Regions from separate parts of the Mus musculus genome. Here all the other regions are linked to region 4. A link is a contact called in public Hi-C, HiChIP or PLAC-seq, Micro-C and promoter capture Hi-C data. All regions are on one chromosome and are shown on one strand. The core of a region is the stretch at or near the end of the contact, and the rest is flanking DNA. Distances in the headings are between cores, read along the strand shown.

Evidence for each region. Promoter capture Hi-C pulls out the DNA fragments that hold promoters and counts their contacts. A called contact is a pair of places that touch in the nucleus more often than the background predicts. HiChIP or PLAC-seq counts read pairs in DNA pulled down with a chosen protein or histone mark.
Region 1: a promoter capture Hi-C map of pre-B cells shows a contact between it and region 4, with 5 times the contacts expected there. The contact joins the enhancer-like site here to the promoter of Car2 in region 4. A contact is called at or near these places in 17 of 39 promoter capture datasets (the 3T3-L1 cell line, 3T3-L1-derived adipocytes, the C10 cell line and 12 more), 2 of 15 datasets of contacts at CTCF or cohesin (CD8 T cells and pro-B cells), 12 of 484 Hi-C or Micro-C datasets (the 63-12 cell line, B cells, the C10 cell line and 8 more), 16 of 115 datasets of contacts at active chromatin or transcription factors (the 230-238 cell line, CD8 T cells, bone marrow-derived macrophages and 8 more) and 1 of 9 other capture datasets (liver).
Region 2: a contact with region 4 is called in an H3K27ac HiChIP or PLAC-seq map of extraembryonic endoderm stem cells, with 4 times the contacts expected there. The contact joins the enhancer-like site here to the promoter of Car2 in region 4. A contact is called at or near these places in 22 of 39 promoter capture datasets (the 3T3-L1 cell line, 3T3-L1-derived adipocytes, the C10 cell line and 14 more), 1 of 15 datasets of contacts at CTCF or cohesin (pro-B cells), 17 of 484 Hi-C or Micro-C datasets (the 63-12 cell line, B cells, the C10 cell line and 12 more), 22 of 115 datasets of contacts at active chromatin or transcription factors (the 230-238 cell line, bone marrow-derived macrophages, cardiomyocytes and 10 more) and 2 of 9 other capture datasets (embryonic stem cells and liver).
Region 3: a Hi-C map of ventral hippocampal neurons shows a contact between it and region 4, with 2.4 times the contacts expected there. The contact joins the enhancer-like site here to the promoter of Car2 in region 4. A contact is called at or near these places in 11 of 39 promoter capture datasets (the 3T3-L1 cell line, 3T3-L1-derived adipocytes, the C10 cell line and 6 more), 37 of 484 Hi-C or Micro-C datasets (the AML12 cell line, the C2C12 cell line, CD8 T cells and 15 more), 16 of 115 datasets of contacts at active chromatin or transcription factors (the 230-238 cell line, bone marrow-derived macrophages, differentiating embryonic stem cells and 6 more) and 2 of 9 other capture datasets (adipose tissue and embryonic stem cells).
Region 5: a Micro-C map of embryonic stem cells shows a contact between it and region 4, with 5 times the contacts expected there. The contact joins the promoter of Car13 here to the promoter of Car2 in region 4. A contact is called at or near these places in 7 of 39 promoter capture datasets (the C10 cell line, cranial neural crest, liver and 3 more), 1 of 15 datasets of contacts at CTCF or cohesin (large pre-B cells), 2 of 484 Hi-C or Micro-C datasets (B cells and embryonic stem cells), 3 of 115 datasets of contacts at active chromatin or transcription factors (the 230-238 cell line, bone marrow-derived macrophages and embryonic stem cells) and 2 of 9 other capture datasets (adipose tissue and liver).

Annotation. Positions count from the first base shown.
Region 1 is chr3:15,131,011-15,133,710 of GRCm38.p6, forward strand. No RefSeq gene overlaps it. Among named protein-coding and RNA genes, the nearest start is that of Gm33819, 25 kb to the right of the region's middle. Within about 2 kb of position 1,336, at least 18 of the 459 cell types and tissues checked have an H3K27ac peak or open chromatin away from gene starts, as enhancers often do. A contact at or near this core is called in the 230-238 cell line, the 63-12 cell line, the HPC-7 cell line and 5 more, where this site is marked.
Region 2 is chr3:15,111,306-15,114,005 of GRCm38.p6, forward strand. No RefSeq gene overlaps it. Among named protein-coding and RNA genes, the nearest start is that of Gm33819, 45 kb to the right of the region's middle. Within about 2 kb of position 1,371, at least 26 of the 459 cell types and tissues checked have an H3K27ac peak or open chromatin away from gene starts, as enhancers often do. A contact at or near this core is called in cortical glia and extraembryonic endoderm stem cells, where this site is marked.
Region 3 is chr3:15,015,413-15,018,112 of GRCm38.p6, forward strand. No RefSeq gene overlaps it. Among named protein-coding and RNA genes, the nearest start is that of Gm42000, 39 kb to the right of the region's middle. Within about 2 kb of position 1,394, at least 10 of the 459 cell types and tissues checked have an H3K27ac peak or open chromatin away from gene starts, as enhancers often do. A contact at or near this core is called in ventral hippocampal neurons, where this site is marked.
Region 4 is chr3:14,884,868-14,887,567 of GRCm38.p6, forward strand. It overlaps Car2 (carbonic anhydrase 2), which reads left to right and starts at 1,421. Exons shown (of 7, transcript NM_009801.5): 1 at 1,421-1,919. The coding sequence starts at 1,886.
Region 5 is chr3:14,640,456-14,643,155 of GRCm38.p6, forward strand. Car13 (carbonic anhydrase 13) reads left to right here and starts at 1,272. Exons shown (of 7, transcript NM_024495.5): 1 at 1,272-1,390. The coding sequence starts at 1,354.

The DNA.
Region 1 (2,700 bases), core at 86-2,585, 250 kb after region 4:
ACAGGGCTAGTACACCCAACTCCCCAGGAGCTGAGTCCAATGTCACACAGGGTTGTTGAGGCAAATACATTTTTCTTGGAATTGTTTACTTAGTAGTACATATACTAATACACACCAAGGTCATAAATATCATAAATAGCATGACTGTTGTCTAAATACTCTTGTTTTGTTTCAGAACTTATATGTGGATATAAGCTGTTTGCTATGTGATGATCAAAGGAATATATCACAGAATTTAGAAAAATAAAACCAAACTATAGATTGCAAAGAGGTCTAGTTGGACAGTGAAATAACATAAGATCTTAGGTAAATAGAGGTAAATAAGCTTTTTGGTTATTTTAAAATGTCTATGGTCATTCTAGCCCATTTTCAACTTACCCAAATGTCAAATTGGTAAAGAAAATGAATAAAATTGAATGTGAACCATCCATGTTCATATAATTTTAATTCCTTTAAGAGGCATATATCAAAATAGCGACACTGCTAAAATAGTGTTCCATAGATACAAAAATAGGCTAAATTTTATCAAACTACACAAAATCTAACAAATACAGCTTTTGTACATGGTGCAATTTTCAGTATGTCTGCTGAAAACATGCACAAGTAAACATGAGATGGCATATTGGTCACACAGCACTCTTCTAAGGGGAAAGATTGATGCTGCTGCTTCATTCAGGTTTTCTTCCATCAGTTCAAGCATCATTTCTTTCAAAAGAAGAAGTTATTGCACAGCTCTGATGACTGGATAATGACCCCAAGTTATCAGGCAAATTAGGAACAATTTAGCTTGTGAATGATGATCACAGTTATAATGTGGCCTCTCTGTAAATACTGTTAAATATGTTTTCTTGTTACATTTCTGTAAAACCATGAATAGGATAAAAAAGGTTAAGGCATATGGATTATGAAATAAAACAACCCCCTACCAAAAAACAAATAAATCAAACATAATTTGAGCCCATAAATATGTTGGCTATTTTATTATTATGTGAAAAAACACATTCTTTAATATTTTGCTATTAATGACTTTCTATTGAATAGACTGGTTGAATTCTCAGTCTGTCTCTCCCCTAAGTTATTTTCTGCAAATTCTTTTAAGTAAACCCAGGAAGAAGAGTACAGAAAAAGAATGCACAAATTAAGTGCTATTCTAACAGGAAAAGACATTAGGGTAAGGGAATTGTCTTTGCTTGCACTCTCTACGCCTTTGAATTTTGAATCTTTAACCAAACACCGGATAACCCAATGCAACTCAAGCGGAACAGACGTGTAAACAGTGATATGTCTGCTGCTTGAAGATTTGCAACGAACTGGAGATATAAATAAACCAAGTTAAAAAAAATGTTCAGGCAGGCAGTCATGAGAGACACAGGACACTGAACACTGACTTTATATACTGACTAACTTTATGCTAATCAGGTCAGATGAATACCAGCTGCAGGGATGTGCAGAACCAAGATCCTCCATATTACATATGTACACAGAGAGGGGGGGAGGGAGAGAAGAGAGGGAGGGAGAAAACAATGCATAGGGCTTGATTTGAAATAGAAACAAAAAAAAAAACATAGAAAAATTTATACTGTAAAGGGTTTACAAATTTCCCAAGGCCACACTTTTTTTTTAATTTAAATATTTTTTATTACGTATTTTCATCAATTACATTTCCAATGCTATCCCAAAAGTCCCCCATACCCTCCCCCCCCCACTCCCCTACCCATTCCCACTTTTTGGTCCTGGCGTTCCCCTGTACTGGGGCATATAAAGTTTGCAAGTCCAATGGGCCTCTCTTTCCAGTGAGGCCGACTAGGTCATCTTCTGATACATATGCAGCTAGAGTCAAGAGCTCCCGGGTACTTGTTAGTTCATAATGTTGTTGCACCTACAGAGTTGCAGATCTCTTTAGCTCCTTGGATACTTTCTCTAGCTCCTCCATTGGGGGCCCTGTGATCCATCCAATAGCTGACTGTGAGCATCCACTTACGTGTTTGCTAGGCACCGGCGTAGTCTCACTAGAGACAGCTATATCAGGGTCCTTTCGATAAAATCTTGCTAGTGTATGCAATGGTGTCATCGTTTGGAGGCTGATTATGGGATGGATCCCTGGATATGGCAGTCTCTAGATGGTCCATCCTTTTGTCTCAGCTCCAAACTTTGTCTCTGTAACTCCTTCCACACTTTTTTTTAAATTCCCAGTAAAGGCACAACCAGACCACCGTGCTGGGCACAGTTCACAGGCCACACTGGGAAACATAATAGAAAATTCTCCTAGTCTATAAAACTAGGTAAGAGTACAAAAGTTTTCCATTAATTATTCATTTACTCACATTATATCCTGATTGCAAACCCCTTCTTCTCTCCTCCAAGTCCCCCCTCACACTCCCCTCCCCCATATCCGTCTGGGTAGAAAGGGAGGCCGCTATGGGTATCAACCCACCCTTGACACATCAAATTACAGCAGGGCTAAGAGCACCACTGAGACCAGAAAAAGGCAGCCCAGATAGGGGAAGGGGATCCAGAGACAGGCAATAGAGTCAGAGACAGCCCCCACTCTGATTATTAGGGACCCACAAGCTGTACATCTGCTATATATGTGTAGGGGGCCTTTGCCTAGTCCATTCATGCTCTTTGGTTGGTGGTTCAGTCTTTGTAAGACCCCTGGGCTCACATTAGTTTACTCTATAGGTCTTCATGTAGTGCTCT
Region 2 (2,700 bases), core at 121-2,620, 230 kb after region 4:
GTAAAGTGTCTACATCTAAAAGCATATGTTACATTAAAAAGACTATATGTGTAAATTTCTTAGAAATCTATAGGCACATATAAAGCATATAGTACATGTCATATTAGCTACCAATATGATTATTTCTATCAGTAAAATGTTGGAAATACTCCTGAAGTCCTAGAGCTAAAGAAAATGATTTATTTCTTTCTGTTCTTCATATCCTAGCAGGGACCTGACAAAAGTAGATGCTAGAAAGTGTTTTATATGAGAATTACAGCAATCATGGACGAATGACTCAATGTAAGCCATGGCTTGGTTTCCTATTGATCATTCAATTTGCATGGAAGTTGACAGTAAAACATACTTGAGAAATGACAGTAAAAATACATTAATGAAGTAGGAGAGTCACAGTTGAAACAGGCAAATCTAACTTTACACTAACATGTTCATGATTTCTAAAATGTGCTGCCTCATGCACTTGAAGCCATGTTTGAAACAGGAATGTTTATTATTATTTACCCAAAAAGAACAATGAAGAGAGTTTAAGCTACTTACCATACCAAACTGAGCCTGTTTAGAGCTCTCCAACTCTTGCTTAGAACTCCTGTATGTAATCTTTTTACATTATTAAAAATAGATATCTTGCCATATTAATATCAATGTTAATATATGAAATTACTTTAATGTTTATCTAAGTATTGTTTTACTTTATTAATTTAATGAATTAATATTTATTATTAAATGGTAACTAGGAAGGAAATGTTTCAAATGTATTAAGTTCTACTGGGAATCAGATGATGCTTTCACACATGACCAAGTAAAATCTTTCTGCTTTGAACTGAATGATCTGATTGGATGATTATGAGGAGAAATGAATGGAAGAATTTTAAGCTGTAAATATCCCTATCTGTCCTCATGACAGTGCAAACAATGACTGTCATCTGTCCTGTGAGATTTTTTCCCATCAAAATGAAAAAAAACTTCTGTATTCTGTTGGAGCTCTGATCCTGTCTCCTGGGTGAACTTTTGTCCTCTCTGCCCTTTGTTTGGTTTGTACACAGGCTGCTTGGAGCTTTTGTAACTAGATATGGAAAGTCTAGTGACTAAGATTAACAATAGAGCAAAGACCAGAGTCCAGCAACACCAACAGAACAAAAGACAAGCAATCCTTTGTGCTTTCTATTTGGAGAAACAATAAAAAATTGTAACCTGTTAACAATCTCTTTTCACTAACACTGGGTTTTAAAGTCACATAAAACCCTAAAACTGTTTGTAGATCATTGGCTTGGTTTGCCTTTCTGTCAGGCTTGGGGATGTTTTAAGTTTGGAACAGAGCCTGTGTTGATGACATAGCACAGGCTAACGTGACTGACGGCAGCTGGTCATCTCTGGTCTATGAGACCTGTAAATTCTTCTGCTATGTTCCACCTCCTTCTTAAGCTCTCAGTGAGTGCTCATTCCAAAGGGAGTCTCATTCTTTGGGTTCCATTTTAATTAAGGAAGTAAGGAATGGAAGTTTTATGTTCTCACCAGGTGATCTTAGGATATATCAGGGAGTCTGGAAAGATTTGCTGAAAATAACAGTTCCAAACTTTTCCATTGGTGAGCAGACACTGACTTCATAGAAATTTAGAAACCACTCCTTGAATTTTTGCTGCCTTTCCGGGGCCATCAACCAAAGGCTTCTTCTCCCACTGTTCTCTCAGTTCATTCCTCCATTATCTGCCTTTTGCTCACCAGTCTCACAACTGCGATTAGAACGTTCATGGTCTTTTCATAAGGTATTGTTAACATCCCAGTGCACTTGTTTTGTGGCTTTCATGACACAAGAATTGGTATTAAATACTTTCTTTCTCTTTAAAAGGCGGTTAACTTTAGAGTCAACCCCAGTGTATGATGTCCAGATTACAAAACAGAGCGCAGTCCTTATAATAGGTTTAAGTCTTGTGATAATAGGTATAATACCTTAAGAAATGGTCAGGAAATGCACTTTTTCGGACACAAGTAGCTCACCTGCTTGATTTCACAAAAAGAATGCGAGGCCTCCACTCCCACCCTTCTAGAGTCCACAAAAGAGAGTGTCTTTTTTTTCTTTTCTTTTCTTTCCTTTTTTTTTCCCCCTTGATGCTGCTGCTGACACAAAACAGAATCTATTCCCCACCCCCATCCCAAACAAAAGTTGAATCATGCCAGAGTAGTGCAGGCTCGCAAGAGAAACTCATGACCCAGTAATTGAGTGGTGAAGAAGCTTTTGAGTAATGACTTCTGGTCATTTGAAAACTGTAATTACTGTGTTTAAATGTCCACAGTGTAATTACCAAGAGACCCTTTTGTGAAAAGAATGTTCATCTTGAAAACTTCTTTTTATAGTAGTATTTCTATTTAAACTTTTAATCTCAATGAAATATTTAAAGGCTTTAAGTCTGCATTCAGACTTGAAATTTAGTATTTTTCAAAATTAAGAGTACAGGTGAAAGAATCAGAATGAACTATGGTTGGGTGCCATGCTAAATCCTCTTTGAACAAAACATAGAATCAACATTTCAATTCTCAGATTACATAATAGTTTATTTATTGTGTATAAGTGGCTTGATCGCTCTGAAATCTATTTTTAAAATCAAATTAACTCAATCTGTGCTTCTAATTTGGAACGTAGGCTAGAATTTTTAGGATATATTTTGAGACCTTATTTATCCTGTTTCTCAAATTAAACATGTA
Region 3 (2,700 bases), core at 144-2,643, 130 kb after region 4:
TTTCAGTCAAGTTCAATATTGTATCACCATCATCACATAACTCACTGAAGTTTAAGAAGATCAAAATTCTCCACTTTTTGGACTTGGAAAATGCTGGACTGTAGATACTTGCTTACCTTACTAAATGCACCCTGACTTTGAAAGCAAAGGAGTGGAATTACACCCCAACCAAGTGATATCACCACTATGCAGTTGCTTTGCTGTCCACTGTTACCTAAGAGTAACTGTATTCTTAAGATCTCAATTCATGAGTGGCCTCAAATTGATGAATGTTAAGTTCTTTACAAAGGAAGGCTATTGTTCTTTGGGATCTCCAACCTTATTCCCCGCAGAGGCTATCCTTTAACTCTGAATGTTTCCAGATTGTAAGACCTTTAAAGTAAATTGCTATCTTTCAGAGGAAACTGTGTCTTATCACTCACAAGAACAGTAACTTTAGCTATTTAATTCCTCTCCATTTAAAGAGAATGATAGATTAAGGGGGGAATACTGTGAAACAAGCCTGATTTGAAAACATCAAGACATTTGAAGAAAAATATAAATTAAAATGATTAATACTCTGTATATATTAATTAATACTGAAAATTAATTTGGTGGCAATTATTCCTTAACCAGCGTTCTACCAAATATCCACACAGAGACCTTTTAATATTTCAAAGCCTTAGCCCTTAGCTGAACAGAGTCTCAACTAGCTCATCTAAGTTAATTCAGCCACCTAGGCCCAGACAGCCACGTGGGTAGCCTTACCTTCCATGCCTGTGATCACATCCATCTCTTCCCATGTCTCCTGGCAATAGAGCTTTTGTCCTTCTTCTTCCCAGCATTCCTTTTTTCCTCCCAGGAAGTCCCAAATCCAATTTCCTGCCCAGCATATTGGCCATCAGAATTTCACTAAAGCCAAAACATAGAATGCCTTAGGTAGGCGAGGAAGGACAGAGACACAATTGCACAAAGTGTACCCCAACAGAAAATGCAGAAGAATAGGAAAATCAAGAATAGGGTTTTTGTTATTGTTGTTGTTTATTTGTGTGTGTGTGTGTGTGTGTGTGTGTGTGTGTGTGTGTGTGTGTGTTCAGGAGCTCAGTGTTCTAAAATTCTCAGCCTGCCTTAAGTAGCAATATTGATTTTTATTTTATTCAGTGATAGTGATGGGCTACAGGAGCAGGATATAGACAAACATTTGGTAACATCAAACTCTGATGACTCTGGTTTAAACCTCCTAATTTATAACCCAAATTTCCCAACAGTAGTCATGCAAAGTAGAAATCTTATGTGTAATTTTTTTTTCAGTATTATCATAGGAAATGATGGCAAGAACAAAAGGAACAAGGTAGGCAGATGGGTTTGATGTGTGGGAGGCAACTGCATAGAACTCTTGGGTGCAGACAACCCATTTAGAGTCAGCTGAGACAGTGGCAGTGATCTCCAGAGTGCAAAATGCACAGAGAAGCACCAGGTGCTGGTGGAAGGGCTATAAAGCAAGCTGTGAAAATAGCTTAGTCACAGGGAGGGGTGTGCTGTGATTTTCATTCCTAATTAAGCATATTTTCCCTCTTAATAATGTAAGAGCCAAATTCACTGTTATTTCCACAGTTCCGAAGTTCTGAAGAGACCTGGAGTAAATGAAAGTCTTTGAGGCATTTATAATCAAAACAAAGGCACCCTATTAAGAAGATGTTTATTTTCTCTAGTGGGGTTCCACTTCTTTGTCAATATTTGTTATTCCAGTCAGCTGATCATGTGAGTGTAGTATAGTACACTGGAATGAGTATATTTGACTGTTATCAATTAATTGATGTTTCCTAAAGACACACAGAAGCATCTCACATTCCATTTAGGTACTGTACTGATGCCTGTTAGCCTATCCTGCATGTTGTAATTATTTGTTCTCTCTCCAGATTATAAATTCCTTGAAGTTATGCCAACTTTCATTATAAAAACTAATAGTTATTATTGAGTATTAATAATGTAGAATATTCTGTCAGATCAGTTATTGAATTTAAACTTCACAAAGCTTGTAAGATGACATTATAAATATTTTCATTTAAGATTTGTTACACTCATGAGTGTGTGCGTGTGTTTGTGTGTGCCCACACACACATACCAAAATGTCATAGTGCATGTGTAGTGGTCAGAGGACAACTAGGGGGACATTTTGCTGACCTGGGTAAGCAGTTTCATTTTAAAGAATAGTACATTTGTAGTCAGAAAACACAATTTAAATGAAGGTTTAAAGTAAGCTGGACAGCAATAGACATGCAGTGTGTATCCTATCTATCTCAATAGTATTGCTGTTAATAAATACAAGGTTCTATCTTTATGTGTTTACAAGCGAGACTATTATTGAAGGGTCAATGTTTGTTGCATACTAAGAATGTACTACCCCTTTTAATTTTTATTCTCTTTTTAATATTATGAAATAAATACTCGTATTGTTCCTATTTGGTAGATGACAAAACAGGCAGACAGATGTTAAGTGACTGACTCAGTTTTACATAATAACTGCTTAAGTTCTCCTAGCCTTACACTGTGGCATGGTGAGCCGTTGTACCCTAGGCTGTGAGAGTCCAGTCTAGCTGTGTGCATGGTGAATTGCAGTATCCTAGAATGTGAATGTCCAGCTTAGCTCTGTGCATGGTGAGCCACTGTACCGTGGGATGTGAATGTTGAGACTGCATAGGTGTTCATGAGGCTCCTCCC
Region 4 (2,700 bases), core at 171-2,670:
TATGAATATGTATATGTACATATGAATATACATACATATATACATAAATTTCCCCCACCTCCTGGGTTAGAAGGAAGTACATTTCTTCCCTCTAAAAACATGAATACATAAGCATTGGTTTTATTTTTACAAGCCCAGTGTTACTATCTGGCAGCCAGTGAATGACTGCCTGGGAGGAATGTCCCCAGTACAGCAGAGCTAGACAGTGACTGATCCACATGATACTATGAAGTCATCTCCATCATGAAGACCTGACAGAAAGAAAATGCCTACAGCCTCTGTAATTTGAAAAGAAAATGAATATGAGATATAATACCTGATGCTCTCTTGACTGTCCAAAGGTGGGCAAGGAGACTCCCTAGCAGGAGCCTGGCTCCCACTAAAACGTACCAGACAGGATGAGGATTCCCGTAGCTGCAACCAGAATTGGTGGGGTCTGAAGCCTTGAGAAGCACTTCATCAAAATCTGTTCTTATTCCACGCACGGTAGTAATGGAACAGGAAATGGGAAACCCCTAGCAAATTGTGCATCTCTAGTGTCACAGATGCAAGGGACTATTTGTGAATTGCACTTTGTAATGGTCCTATAAAACATTCTTCATCAAAAATTTCTTTTGACATCAACCTGAAGAGTCTTGTATAGAGAAGACCATAATTTTCTGAGTCTTAGTATAAGAACAAGGAGATCTACATGTGCATCATCTTTGTGTGGCACTGGGTGAAATAAAGGCACATGATGAGTCTGAGAACACTTAAAATGTAGTCAGATATTTTTCATTATACTTACACATAGATTCTAATATATAGGTAATGTGATGTCTAGGTGCCTCCATAGAAACACAAAAAAACTGTACCCTTCTCAATTTGAATTCTAAATAATATGGCCTCAGGTCCACAATAGATTCAATACAAAAAAATTGTTCTCAAAGTCAAATAAGAAAAAAAGTGTTAGGTGAAGAGAAATGTTTAAATAAAAATACACAAAAAGAACATTGAAAGGTGTGTCCCCGGGACACCCACGGTCCCTGGGAAGCCATACAGCTACCTTTCTTTTCTATTTTTTAAGTTTTGTGTTTTTTGTTTTGTTTTGTTTTGGGGGGGGGGGGTTGGTTTCGGCTTGTCAAATACAAATTCCTTTGCCAGGAAGGGGAAGTTCTCATCTCCTTGGAAGACATTTTTAAAATCCAATTCCAAAAAGCAAAGCGATTTTTGAGAATTGTTGGTTATGTTACATCAACAGTTCGGTGCCTAGGGTTAATTTGTGGAGCAAGCGGGAAGCTGGAGGGCGCCCTGGCGGCAAAGCCGGGTCGTCTTCCCGCAGCCCGGCAGCAGGGGGCCCCCCCGCTTCCCGCTCCCGGCTCCAGGATCCCCGCTCCCGGAGCCTCTAGGACGCTCCCCGCCCAAGGTCAAACTCCGCAGCCGCGTGCGTGCGGGCCGCGGCCGGGTGGCCGGCTGGCCCGCCAGCTCTGGGAAGCGGAGCCCCGCTGTGCGGGCGGGTGACCAGGTCGGTGCTCACAATGGGGCTGGGGAGTAGGGGCGCCGGCCCGCGAGGCTGCGCAGCGCCGGGGCGAGCTGGAGAGCGCGCAGCTGCTGCAGAGCGGGTCGGACGCAGAAGCGGAGAGCAGCCGGAGGGCGCCCCGCCCCAAGCAAGGTGCGGGGGCCCTCGAACACCGAGGCCTCCGCCTGTCACCTCTGCCTGTCACCTCCGTCCGCCACCTCCACGGTCTCCTCCCCTTGCTCAGGTCCACTCGGTCCCTCCCCTGGGCCGCCCAGAGCACCAAGTTGGCGGGAGCCTATAAAAGCCGGACGGTGCGACCCGCGACACACACTGCAGGACCGCTAGACGGACGACAACTTCTGCTCTGCCCCAATCACCGGCGTGACCATGTCCCACCACTGGGGATACAGCAAGCACAACGGTGAGTGGGGAGGCCGCGCGCTCCGGGCCGCGCGCTCCGGGTCTCGGCTCAGGCACCTGCCTCGCTCCGCAGATCCCGGAGCGCAGCTTGGATGCCGGGTCTCCGCTCTGGTACGTCCCTGGCGCCCGACTCAGAGCGCTCTCTAGGATCTGATCTCAAACTTGCTTGGCCGCGCACAGGGGTTGGGAGGGATAACCCAACGCAACACCCGACGACAATACCTATCGGGACCACAGCCGGTCACCCAAGGCTAACCTAGGCAGAATCGAGCAAGGGTTGTAACTAACATTTTACTTGTGTGTAGCAGAAAGGTTAAGGGGAAACACTTGTCCCCTTCACGTCTGTATCTGCTGCACTGTGGCTAAGATTCCCAGCGCACTTTGTTGTGGCATCTTCTGGAGCCCGTTTGGGTCTAATTGCGAGTTTTCCATGCATCTTTCAACTTCTAGTGTTAGAAGGTCAATCGCAGATACCTAGACGTCTTCCAGATCAAAGGCCTTGGTATATGACGCCATCTGAGGGGAAAAGAAGGTGCACTGGCTTGTGGTTGTGTGAACTTCCCAGCAAAGATAGTTCTAAAGGAGGGGCCTGAGCCTGAGTTTTGGTCTATACGGTCTTTACTGTCACCTAGTGTGGCAGCACGAGGTTCTCAGACCTGTTATAATGCCTTAGAATCTATGTTCCAAACTCAGTCACAAGAGGGCTTATATCCCCAGTCAGACCACTCTGTTTTCAGTAGTTCTGTCTAGTATTAGTCACCGAATTTGAGTGAAAAGATCTC
Region 5 (2,700 bases), core at 22-2,521, 240 kb before region 4:
TATCTCCTTGTACTAAGGTCAAATCTAAATGGATCAAGGAACTTCACATAAAACCAGAGACACTGAAACTTATAGAGGAGAAAGTGGGGAAAAGCCTTGAAGATATGGGTACAGGGGAAAAATTCCTGAACAGAACAGCAATGGCTTGCTCTGTAAGATCGAGAATTGACAAATGGGACCTAATGAAACTCCAAAGTTTCTGCAAGGCAAAAGACACCGTCAATAAGACAAAAAGACCACCAACAGATTGGGAAAGGATCTTTACCTATCCTAAATCAGATAGGGGACTAATATCCAACATATATAAAGAACTCAAGAAGGTGGACTTCAGAAAATCAAATAACCCCATTAAAAAATGGGGCTCAGAACTGAACAAAGAATTCTCACCTGAGGAATACCGAATGGCAGAGAAGCACCTGAAAAAATGTTCAACATCCTTAATCATCAGGGAAATGCAAATCAAAACAACCCTGAGATTCCACCTCACACCAGTCAGAATGGCTAAGATCAAAAATTCAGGTGACAGCAGATGCTGGCGTGGATGTGGAGAAAGAGGAACACTCCTCCATTGTTGGTGGGATTGCAGGCTTGTACAACCACTCTGGAAATCAGTCTGGCGGTTCCTCAGAAAACTGGATATAGTACTACCGGAGGATCCAGCAATACCTCTCCTGGGCATATATCTAGAACAGTCTTCGAAGGTGAGTTTCTACTGTTCTGTAGGAGCGCACACACTTCTCTTCTCAACTCCTTCCTTCTTGCACAGTCAGAATGGCAGTAAGAGTTAAGAACCAAGAATCCAGTAAGTTTGGCTTCTTCTATGCAGGGCCAAGTCTGCAAGATGCTGGAGTAAGCAAAAAGGAATCAGAGAAGTGAGTTATGCAGATGGAAAGGCTGGAGCTGTCGGGGAAGGGAGGGCTGGCCCGGGGAGGTGAGCACTTCCTAACTAGTAGTTCTTATTTTAAGTGGTGGTTATTACAGCTATCGGCATTGATGTATGTGCATGTGTAATCACCACTGCCACCTCCATCAAGGTCCCCTGCATTTCCCAGACAAGATCTCCAACTCCAGCAGCAGCTCCTGCCTGGGTGAGTCATTTCCAGAAGGGCTTTTTCTGGGGTGGACTTCTCAGAAGGCAGGAAATCCCCATTGGAAACCTTTCTGGCTGCTGAGCACAGATCCCTTTCCCCACTCGGGCGCCCCCTGCGGGTGACGACCGTGCCCTCGGGTTTCGGGTTCCCGGGTTCGGGGTGCGGGCGGCCCCGCCCTCCACCCAGGCCCGCCCAGCTCCTTGGCGCGGGCGCCCTGCCACAGGTCCACAGTGTCCCTGCCACAGGCTCTCCATCGAGGACCATGGCGAGGCTGAGCTGGGGGTACGGCGAGCACAACGGTGAGCGCGGGCTTCCAGAGGGGGCTGATGGGGGCTTGAGGGAGCTCTGAGCCCCGTGGGGGGGTTGGGGGTCAGGGCCTGGTCCCCGCCGGCTCTCTCCAGAGTGGACGGCGGCATTCATTCAACTTCACTGGAAAAGCTCACTGCTGTCCCGAGAAAGCTTAAGAGGTCAGAAGTCAGATGACACATTTGTAAGGAAACAAGGACAACTGAGCCGCGAGAGCTCCCAGATCACTAAGTCACGGGACGCCTTCCAGGCGCTGTTGAAGCAATCTTGGTAACTTGTAATTTGCATACTGACTTGAAGTTAACTTGGGGCTTGTTCTTCAGTCTTACTTTCCTACCGTACCCATCCTTTCAGAGACCAAGGTTTAGCAAACGATTATAGAAATTATAATATGGTGTTAAATATATTTATTGATAAGCATGGCAACTTTTCTTCATCGCCTAAGTGTATTAGGGATAAGACATTCTTCTTGTTCATCGTTTGAACTGATTGCTTCAATTAATTACTCAAAAGAATTGCAAAGAAAAACTGGGAAAGCACTGATAGTCTTCAAAATGGAGTTTGTGGATAATAATATCAAAAACTTAAATTAGCATATACGTTATTGGATAATATTCTATAGTACATTTAATGAAAGTTTACGGAAAGTTTTCCCTTCTTTTATTTTATTTTCCCCCTTTTTGTGTTTTGAGACGAATCTTACTCTGTAGCTTAGTCTGGGCAGAACTTGTGGTCATCCTCTTTTCTTGGATGGAAAAAAAAAACTCGTTTCTTATTGCAGCTTATTTGAGGTCGTGATGACATTAATGTTATTTTTAAAATGACATCAGATGAAGTTTAGATTTTTATGAATGACATTTATAATTTAGATGAATTTCTTAAGCCAAAATAGCAATCTTATGTTTCATTACCTTCTAATTTGTGTGTTTGAAAGACAATCTTTACACATTTCAGTTTTGTCTCTGAAATCATTTTGTTTGTTGTTATTTGGCAGTTATTAGGTGCCAGTAGTGGTACCCTCTCTGTGGTTAGGGAGAAGGTTGTGTTAGCCAGTAGGTACTGATTGTACCCGAATAGGTACCCGAATAAGTATTGGTTTCAATAAAATTCTCCAGAAAATTTAAAATTTCAACTTAGAAAGGGCATTATAATGAGGAGTTGTTTTACATCTTGTTCATTTTTTAAATCTTAAAAAAGATTTATTCTTTTTTTAAAAAAATATGTTTATGAATTTTTGACTTGTATGTTGTGGAAGTTAGAAGAGGGCATTAGATCAACAAGGACTGCTGCTGGTTTTAGCCTC